2 separate regions of the Pan troglodytes genome follow, and region 2 is linked to region 1. The links are chromatin contacts, called in public HiChIP or PLAC-seq maps. All regions are on one chromosome and are shown on one strand. Each heading gives the region's core, a stretch centred on a gene start, on an enhancer-like site or on the middle of the called end of the contact. The rest is flanking DNA. Distances are from core to core; before and after follow the strand shown. Region 1 holds the start of RNMT (RNA guanine-7 methyltransferase). Region 2 holds the start of LDLRAD4 (low density lipoprotein receptor class A domain containing 4).

Evidence for each region. HiChIP or PLAC-seq counts read pairs in DNA pulled down with a chosen protein or histone mark.
Region 2: an H3K4me3 HiChIP or PLAC-seq map of stem cell-derived excitatory neurons shows a contact between it and region 1, with 7 times the contacts expected there. The contact joins the promoter of LDLRAD4 here to the promoter of RNMT in region 1. A contact is called at or near these places in 1 of 7 Hi-C or Micro-C datasets (stem cell-derived neural progenitor cells) and 1 of 1 datasets of contacts at active chromatin or transcription factors (stem cell-derived excitatory neurons).

The regions. Positions count from the first base shown.
Region 1 is chr17:17,178,663-17,183,451 of NHGRI_mPanTro3-v2.0_pri, reverse strand. RNMT (RNA guanine-7 methyltransferase) reads left to right here and starts at 3,065. Exons shown (of 11, transcript XM_001171256.5): 1 at 3,065-3,158. It overlaps FAM210A (family with sequence similarity 210 member A), which reads right to left and starts at 2,967. Exons shown (of 4, transcript NM_001280234.1): 1 at 2,758-2,967.
Region 2 is chr17:17,686,076-17,691,003 of NHGRI_mPanTro3-v2.0_pri, reverse strand. It overlaps LDLRAD4 (low density lipoprotein receptor class A domain containing 4), which reads left to right and starts at 2,450. Exons shown (of 8, transcript XM_054672297.1): 1 at 2,450-2,573.

The DNA of each region.
Region 1 (4,789 bases), core at 1,816-4,315:
GCTTTTTTAGCCTTCAATTGATTGAATGAGGTCCACCCACATTATTTAGGGTAATATCCTTTAGTTTAGGTCAACTGATTATAGATGTTAACCACGTCTTCAGAATACCATCATAGCATCAACCAAACTAGTATCTGATTAAATAACTAGGTATTATAGCCTAGCTAAGCTGACATAATAAAACTAATCATCACACACGGTATTACTCAACAAAATCTTATTTTCAACTGAAGGAAAAACCTTTTAAACAATAATATTTTATTTGTTCCAGAAAGACAATGAAATTTCAGTAGGAACACTTTCCTGAGTGGAACAGAGGAAAAGTCCTTCATCCAAAACTATTTGGAGCAACAAAGCTTCCATGAACCACCTCTCTTCACAGAACACTATCTTAGGAAACTATAACATTGTTTCTACATTTTTAAAACAATCTCTATGTTTCAAAAATATGATCTTCAACTCTACAACAGAAATTACACTTTAAAATTACACCTCTGAGAGAAGTGCTCTCACTTTCTTACAAATGGGTTGAAATAAATCCTGCAGGTCCTTTCCTCGTCTTGGTGGAGCTCACATTCCAGCAAGATAACATCCTTATCTAACTATTTTCTCTTGGGACATCATAACCCAGGCATTAAGAAGTATCAAAACACTTTCTGAAAATCTACTATTTGCTAGGCAACGTCCAGTTCTGAGTATGATCTTCTAGCCAGCACTGTTTCATTATTAGCAGAGTCTGGTCAATCAGCCAGACTGCCTGGGTCCAAATCTTGATCCCACTACTTAACAAGCTGCATGATCTTGGCCAAGTTACTTAACCCTCATCTGTAAAACAAACACTCATAACTATACCACTGGGTTCGGTTAGAATTAAACGAGTGCAAATGAATAAAGCACTAACCTTGGCACCTAAAAGGTACTCGAGTATTAGCTATTATTATTTTAATGTCCAGAAAACCAGAGATTACTCAGGCAATAATGAGGGAAAAATAACACCAATGGTAACTTTAAAATCATTTTTATCTGGCTCATTTACTTACATTAACTGCTTTCAAGAATCCTTCCCCTCAATTCTCAAATGAATTTACACGACTTCTAGTTAAGTTTTATAAAAACTGAAAAATGTAATCTCTATATATCCCATCATCGTGGAGTTTTCATAAACACATAGTTAAGAGGCTTTTAATCTAATAACTTTTTTGTTTTGTTTAGTTTTTTTTGAGACAGTCTTGCTCTGTCGCCCAGGCTAGAGTGCAACGGCGCAATCTCGGCTCATTGCAACCTCCGCCTCCAGGGTTTAAGCGATTCTCCTGCCTCAGCCTCCTGAGTAGCTGGGATTACAGGCACGCGCCACCACGCCTGGCTAATTTTTGTATTTTTAGTAGAGACGGGGTTTCACCATGTTGGCCAGGCTGGTCTCAAACTCCTGACCTCGTGATCCAACCGCCTCGGCCTCCCAACGTGCTGGGATTACAGGAGTGAGCCACTGCACCCGGTGTTTAAAAACATTAAAACATGTTTTTAAAAGTCAAAATTACACTCATTTTCTGTAAAATTACAACAGCAATTATCTCAAGAAACTTAAGCATCAGGAACAGGGACTGTAATTGCCTGGTTCTAATGCTTGTATATGCCTATAACGCATTCGATCTGTAAGACCTACACTTTTGCAGTTGTCAATATTCATGAAATGAGATTAATTCTCAACTTACCTCATTTCATATAATAACAAATACAAGCAGTCATCAGAAATTGATGGGTCATCCTTATTTGTGAAAAATAGGCCTCATTCTTGGTTCAAAGTTTGTAACCTCAAACGGGCTAATGCCCACAATTTAGAAGTGATTAGATTGGAAAGCACGACGCTGCAAATGCTGCCTTCTCCAAAGCCAGGTCTATTCATTAACATACCTGTGCCTACTGACAAGAAGGCAGGCTGGTAAAGCACATTTTCAAAGCTGTTTTAAATGGATCAATTTTGGTAAAGAGTAAGTCAAGACGGATTGTAAATCTGATCAGTTTTACAACCTTGGAAGGTGGGGACTTGACGCACGACGCTAATATGCACACGCTTCAATAATCTATCCACAGGTAGTTTTGACCCTGATCTCAGGTTGAAAGTCCTCAACTATGGAGCTTTCGAGTTTCAGTACAGTAGGCGCTTTCACTCCCCAGTAGAAATCTGGGGTGATGGCCAAAAAAAGTGTGTTGTCTCCCCCAAACCACACCATGCCAAGTTCAGCCAACGCAGACTAATGCATCCTTAGGTATTTGTCAATAAGAGGTATAGGCTGTCCCTTTTCTCAGAATCTAACAGGTAAGAATGGCCTCTTGTGGCTTCCCAAACACGGCGGTAAGGACCAGTCTGCCAGTCCCTAATAAGAAATTGCTAATTTAAAAAACCATTCCGAACGCGGGCGCTTCCGGGCCCCTCTTCAACTGGCTTCGGAAGAAGGGAAGAGAACACGGTGAAGGGTTACAGCAAAGGAGGCTGAAAAACAGTCCCAAACCAAGATTTGCCAGGACACTGGCTCGACCCGGAAGGGCGGGGGGACCTCTCTCGGCCGCCGGGGTCTGTGGGGTCGGCGAGTGTGGACGACCCGTCTGGCAGTCGTACACTGCCACAGCCCGAAGAGCGGCGCACGCGGAGCAGTTGCCGGGTTCGCGCCGCGAGTCAGCTCCCGGACACACGCCCAGGGTTGAAGGTGCCCTCTAGACCCCTCCCGCTGCCCCACAGAGGCCTGGGGCCCATGCTACCTCTTAGGACGCTGGAGCCGCCGCCGCCGCTTCCCGCCGCGCAGGCTGGACCACAGCTCCTCGGATGCCACGGCGGTGTCACTCAGCAGAGCAGCCCGACAGAGCGTGGGTCCGCGTGCAGGAACCCGCCGGGCTCAGCCGGACGCTAGCCCCCTACCGCCCCCGGCCCCGCCAGCCGCGCCCACTAGCAACGTGCTCGCGACCTCCAGTGCCCGCTCAGTGAAGCTTCTGCATGCCCCGCGCGGCACGTCGGGACTCGTAGTTCCGGCGCGGAGGACGTGCGTCGCGGCACTCTCGCCTGACCGTCGCCACGTGACTCTCGCATCTCCGGAAGTGACGTAAGCAGACACGCGTGGCGCGGGCCGCCGTTTCCGCAAACAGAATCGCGTTTGGCTGTGCTGGTGAGTGTGATGGCTGGAACTCCGGCCCTTCCTTTCTTTGTGTTTGTCCCTCGGCCGCCGTGGAGGGGTGGAACTGGCACTCCCACCCCTGACATGGGCTCACTTCGCATTAGCCCTGTGCTTCACTACCCAACGCGTGGGTCTATTGCCTTGTGTCCTCAGTCCCAAGCAAAATGGGAACTCCTTGGGGTGGGCGGGCGCTGTTCCTCCTCCAGACTGGGCGAGCCCGGGTGGGAGAAGCAGCTCGAAGAGCTGCTCCAGCTCGCGCCCCAGGGCCGTGCTGGGGAGGGGCGTGGGGTCCGCAGGTTTGTCTTCAGCGGCGCTTCGGAAACCTGATCCAGAGGTTGAGTAACAGGCCGCGCTAATGACGGAGGGGGTGAACTCGGCTGGAGAAGTCCCTTCTCGCCTCTGTGCGTCCACTCGGGCCCCGTAGTAGAGGGTCAAGCGGGCGGGTCGGGGCTTAGAGCTTATCCCGCTTGGGCTTTATCCCGGCGGCCCTGGCGGCCTGCTCGCTCGTACCCTGAGGAGCTGAAATGACGCAGAGACATAGCTTGCTTCGGAGGTGTGACTGGAAAGCCGGGTCGAAATGTTCGTGTGGTTATTTATCGCGTGTCCATCTCCATGTCAGTCGACCACCTCCCGAAGTTTTCTTCTTGAAGATTCTGAGGGACAGCTCTCTTCCCTATGGAGTGTTTTCATTATTCCACTTTGAGTTTGGTTTGGGGTTTTTTTCCCCCAATTTGTTAAACTGATACATAGAAGTTGCACATATTTGCAGATGCAGGTGATACTTTGATACATGCATACAATGTGTAACGACTAAATCAGGGCAATTGGGATATTTGTCATCTCGAACATTTATCTTTATGTTGGGAACATTGCAATTTTTCTTTTAGCTATTTTGAACTACACAATAAGTTATTGTTACCTGTGTCCACTCCACTGTACTATCAGGCACTAGATTTTATTTCTTCTGGGGTTTTTTGTACCCATTAACCAATTTCTCTTCTTCATCCCGCTCCTCTTCCTGCTACCCTTCCCAGTCTGTGGTAACCACCAATCCACTCTTTACCTCCATCAGGTACACATTTTTAGCTCCCACATGAGTAACAACATGATATTGTCTTCATGTGCCTGGCTTATTTCAGTTAACATAATGACATCCGGTTTCATCCATGTTGTTGCAAATGACAGGATTTCATTCTTTTTAATGACTAATATTCCATTATGTATATATGCTACATTATCTTTATTCATCTGTTGGTGGACGCTTAGGTTGATTCCATATCTTGACTATTGTGAATAAACTTGAGACTGCAGATATTTCTTAGATATACTGATTTCCCTTCTTTTGGATCTGTACCCAGATTTGCAAAACTATTCATCGGACAGGGGATTAACAACCAGAATATAGAAGAAACTCATCTCAATAGCACTAGTTCTATTTTTTGTTTTTTTGAAGAACCTCCATCATACTTTTCCCAGTATGTAAATTAGTGGCTGTGCTAATTTACATTCTCCCTAACAGTGTACAGGTGTTCCCCCTCTTCTGCATCCTGCATCCTCATCAGCATCTTTTTTTTTTTTTTTTTTTTTTTTTTTTTTTTTTGTGACGGAGCCTTGCTCTGTCG
Region 2 (4,928 bases), core at 1,201-3,700, 510 kb before region 1:
AGGAGAATGGCATGAACCTGGGAGGCAGGGTTTGCAGTGAGCCGAGATCACGCCATTGCACTCCAGCCTGGGCGACAGAGCGAGACTCCGCCTCAAAAAACAAAACAAAACAAAAAAACAAAAAAAAAGAAAACACAGAGACAGGTTCCTCCCATATTTTCTAGAAATAGAAATACAGAGCCGCAGCAGTTTCTAGTTATAAATAAGACAACAAGAAAGGGCAACACGAGATTGAGATTCATCACAAATGGTAGAAATTGAGATTATGATTTTAAAATTCAGCCCTCAATTTAAGGGGGTTAAGTTAGACACAGAGAAATTATGTGCAAGTGAAATAGAAGGCATTGCTTTGTGGTTTTGGGAAAACTTTTCTTCTTCATTGTCCATGGGGCGTTTAGATGGAAAAAGTCATTTCTTTTTCTACCTAAAGAGGGCAAGAGCACAGTTTCTCCAACCCCAAAGCATGTGAGTTTTGCATTTGTGGACATTAAATATAAACTAAGTATATGCTTGTCAGATTAGGATAACCTGTGTGAAGCACTTATCAGCTTATTGCTCATTTAAAGAAGTTTACCCAGGCAGCCAGGTTCAAAGTTCCCCTGCTACAAGCTTCTCAATTAGACCAGGACCTGGGCATTCCCAGCTGGAGCGGGCTCATTGCCGGGCACAGGGCAGATGCTGGCTGGTTTGCCGGCTGAGCTGAAGAACTGTCAGCGCTGCTGTAGGTAGGTGGCAGTATGGCATGCTGGTTCAGCTCCCAGCTTTCTATGCAGCTAGTTAGGGATGTAAAACCATCTCTTTGTGGTCTGAGGACAAATTACTAAATCCTTCTAGCCTCAACTTCGTCATGTGTAAAATGGAGAAGTAATAGCTCCCAGTTATTGTGAGGATTCAATCAGACAATCCATGTAAAGCGCTTAGCACAGAAGCGCTCCATGAATGGTAGTTATTATTACATCACATATGAGCACTGATCAAAGGCTAGCGGCAATTACCACCATAGCTGAGAGCTGAGGGCTTAAGGGAAACTGAATTCAGCCAACATTTCACTAACTAAAAAGTCACTGACAAATTAGACAAAACGTAGGTTTCAAAAGATTCATTTCTCTGACATTATGGAAATATGAACTGGACAACTTTTTGGGGGGTGTGTGGGGACAGTTGAAAATGTTCACTCCTTTAATCAGCTGCATCTATCTTAAACCCAGCCTGAAACCCCTGCTTAGTGTAGTATTTTGATATGTCTGCAGGGGGGTTAATTTTGGCAGAGGCGAACTAATTTTGGTGACTGCAATAAAATTAGGTTAAAATGCCCATATGCTCTGGCAGTAACCAATCCCCCATCAAACATGGTAGGGGTGGCTGGAGGCATCGCGTGTACTTCTGAACAAAATGGCATATTGTCTGCACTCAGGTGGAGGTGAAGTCCGAAATGGTCTTCACAGGAGGTGTAGGTCCTTCAAGGAGAAAGGGTCACAGCGCGAAGAATCCATCTGACCTTCTAGGCAAGAGCCATTTCCTTTAAAGAGGGCAGGATACTAAGGGGGCGACCAGGTGGGGTCCGGAGGCGCCTCAAGCTCCTCAAGGCTCCCCGAGCACTGATCCGTCCTACTAAGTGTCCTGCCGCCCGACTGCACGTCTCTAGGCGGCTGCCCGAGGTCCCGCGGCCCGTGGTGCACACGCAGCCCGCGAGGTACTCTGTGCTGGAACGCGCCCCCAGCGTCCCGAAACCGCCCCCCGCCTGCGGGCGGCGACCCGGCTCCTCCGGGCGCCCCTGCCGCGTACTCTGCGCTCGGCTTGGAGTTCCCCGTGCGGCCGGCGGTGGGCGCGCGCCACGCGGGCCCGAGCCCTGGGCGGGAGTGCGGCCCCGGGTCCCGCGGCCTCGGCGCCCGCGCGCCTCCCCCACTGCCCACCCCCGGCCTCCGGGCCCGCCCCCCGCAGGGGTCGGCGCAGCCTGTGAGCCGGGGACCCCTGAGCCCCGCCACGGCGGCCCCGGTCCCCGCGGCCTGGCCGCGCGCCGGGTCCCCACCGCGGAGTGGGAAGGAGGAGGAGAGACTGGAGGAGTTGGAGACAGACACAGCCGCGGCGCGCAGTCACGGCTGGAGACAGACGGCGGCGGCGGCGGCGGCGGCGGGAGGCGGGACACTCCCCCCCTCCGGCGACTGGAGGCGGGACACCTCCCCGGCGGCCGCAGCGCCGCGTCCCCTCTCTCCCCGCGCTGAGGCTGCGGACCGGGCCCGGCGGGATTAGCAGGCGAGTGCGTTGGCCCTGCCCGCTCCGCGCGCCGCCGCGGCCGGCCGGGGATCCCCTGCAAGCCACGGAGCCGCTGCCGCCGCTGCAGCCAGACAGGCTGCGGGTGCCTGGGAAAGTGGAAGCGGGGCGGGGAGCGCGGGGGAGGCCCGGGGGTGAGGTCCTCAGCTCTTAAAGAACCCCGGCGCGCCGCGCTCCCCGCCGGCCCGCCGCGCGCCCCCTGCCGCGCCCCGCGCAGCGCCCCTCCCCCTGGCCAGCAGGGCCGGTGGCCGCGGAGCCGCACTGCGGGCAGTCCCCGCCTCCGCTCCGGGGGGGCGGCCCAGGTGAGTGCGGACCCGAGGTGGCCGCAGTGGTCGCGGCTTCTGGCCCAAGTTAACCGCTGCGCTCCGGAGGGAGGGGTGGCGGAGGGGTGGCGGAGGGGGGCGGGGGACTCGGGAACCGGACGCTTTGGGAACTGGACGTCCGCGAGCCTGCGCCGTCGGCTGGGGCCGGAGGGAGCAGCTGGGCGCCGAGCGCGCGAGGTCTGTGAGGCTTGGTCCGGGTGGGCTTGCCGGTGGGTACGGCGGGGGTCCGGCGCTGGCCCGCGGGCGGGGTTACGCCGGTGGAGGGACTTCGCCGACCCCCACCCCGTTTTCTGTTTCCTGGTGCCCTGGGGCGCAGGGTGTCCCGCGGTTGCAAGACTGAATACTGCACCGCCCGGAGGCCAGGATGGGCGCGCGGATGGTAGCCCCAACTGTCTCCGCGCCCCTAGGCCTCGGCGAGCCGTGGCGGGCAGAGACTGGAGGTCAGCGGGAAGCGGGAAGATCCTGCAGGACCTGACCGGGGAGTTTGCGGGAAGGAGGGGGCGGGCCAAGCCCCGCAGCCCCTCAGTCCCGCATCCTGCACCGTGCGCTCCCCGGACCCGGCCCCTCGGGCCCGCTTCACCCGGCGTCCCCCCGGGTCCCCCCGCGCGCGTTGACGTCGGTCGCGGGACCGCCCGGAGCTCCCGGCATTGGCTGGGAAGTCGATTGTCTGGGGCGGCTGCTGTTGCACTTAGGCTGGGTCTCCGAGCCCCGGAGGAAGCAGGCGTGTGTTGAATTTCTCTCTGCCCCTCACCGTGGAATAAACAGGAAGCGACGAGCACCCAGCCCGGCCCGGCACTTGCCTTTGTGAAGGGGTCTGCCCTGCACAGCCTTTAGGAAGCTTCCTCGGGACCCCTGCCCGGTGCGCCGCCCCGGGTGGGCCTGGGGGCGCGCCCTGTGAGTACACCGGTGGAAGACAGTGGGTTCGGTTTAGGTTAAATCGCTATCGTGGCGGAGAGGGCATTTGCTTGTTTTTAAACTTTTTTTTTTTTTTTAATTGGAAAAGGAGAAGGTTTCCCGATGAGGCAGAGGTTTTCAGGACGACAGGGACACATGGTGGGTGGGCGGCACTGGGGGAAGGCGCATCCGAGAGCACAGCGTTCTTGGGTCACCTACCTGGAGGGACACCTCGTCGCCAGTCAGGGCAGCTAGAAGCTCTTTAAAGCGAGCAGGGCTCCTTAGCTCTGCCCAGGCACAGGAATGATTGCTGTGTGCCCATAGCCGCATGAACTAGCATGATTTTTGTTTTTCCCCCAAAATTTTTTAATTAGCTAGAATTAGATAATTTTGATTTGCTTCTTTTCTTTTCCTCTGTGTCTTGGTCTATTCCCTTCTCTTTTTCTCTTTTCTAATTATTTTGGCATCTTCTCAATCCCGGACCAGCGCTGCTTTCTAAATGTTAATTACCATTGCAATACATATTTATTGAGGGCCTACTATGTGTTAGGCATTGTAGGATGTGAGGTAAGAGTAGCTGCACAGAATGTGGGTTCTGAGCGCTAGTATTAGTAAGTTATTTGCAGTAGAGGTGGATAGAGATGGTGAGCAGCATTGACTCTCAAAAATAGGGTCCTGTGGCTGGTAAGGAGGTTGGTACCTTCTCGAAGGGCTAGTGCTGGGAAGCTTCCCTTTAAAAACGGCCCTTTCTGCCGGTTTGGCTAGCCAAGAATGGCATCCTCCTCTCTGTATCTCCCCTGGAGCTTCAGGACTGAGTATTGAATGACAGAGAAGGTTCTGCAAAGTCTGCACAGGGAGACTGCCATTGCATCAAGTCATGTCTGCATTCTGTATATGAGTATTGTCTTTTCTAGTCTTTAACTCGAGTGTGTTGTCATCTGTAACTCTCCCTTTGTACTCTGCACAATTCTTCTGGAATATAGTCTTTGTGTTCAGTCAAGGATCAGAGTGTCAAATCTGAGTCATTACATAGACAAATGAGGATGTCTGAATATTACCCATGTATATTTGTTGAATTATATTTGGTATCCCATCAACCCTTGAAATGTTATTTGATGGACCTTTCTAAGCAGTGCTTTTTAAAACAGGGGGCTAACTTCCTTATGATCTTTGAAAGCTTAATTCTTTTTAAGAGCTTCATTTTGCTATTGACATTGAACACAGTGTTAGGAATTAGGGCTGGGAATGTAAATGCCAGTAAGGGATTTGCTGTAATGGAATTGTAGCTACCTTCTTCCCTTGTTTTAAAAGACCTCTCTAATTTCTTAACATTCTGCTGTTACCCTTGGAAGGGCTTGCCATTGTTGGCCATGGTCCTGGTTCGTGTAGGTTTGTATTTACATTGGAGAAGACTCTTCCCGGCAGGTTTTTAGGGCTGTC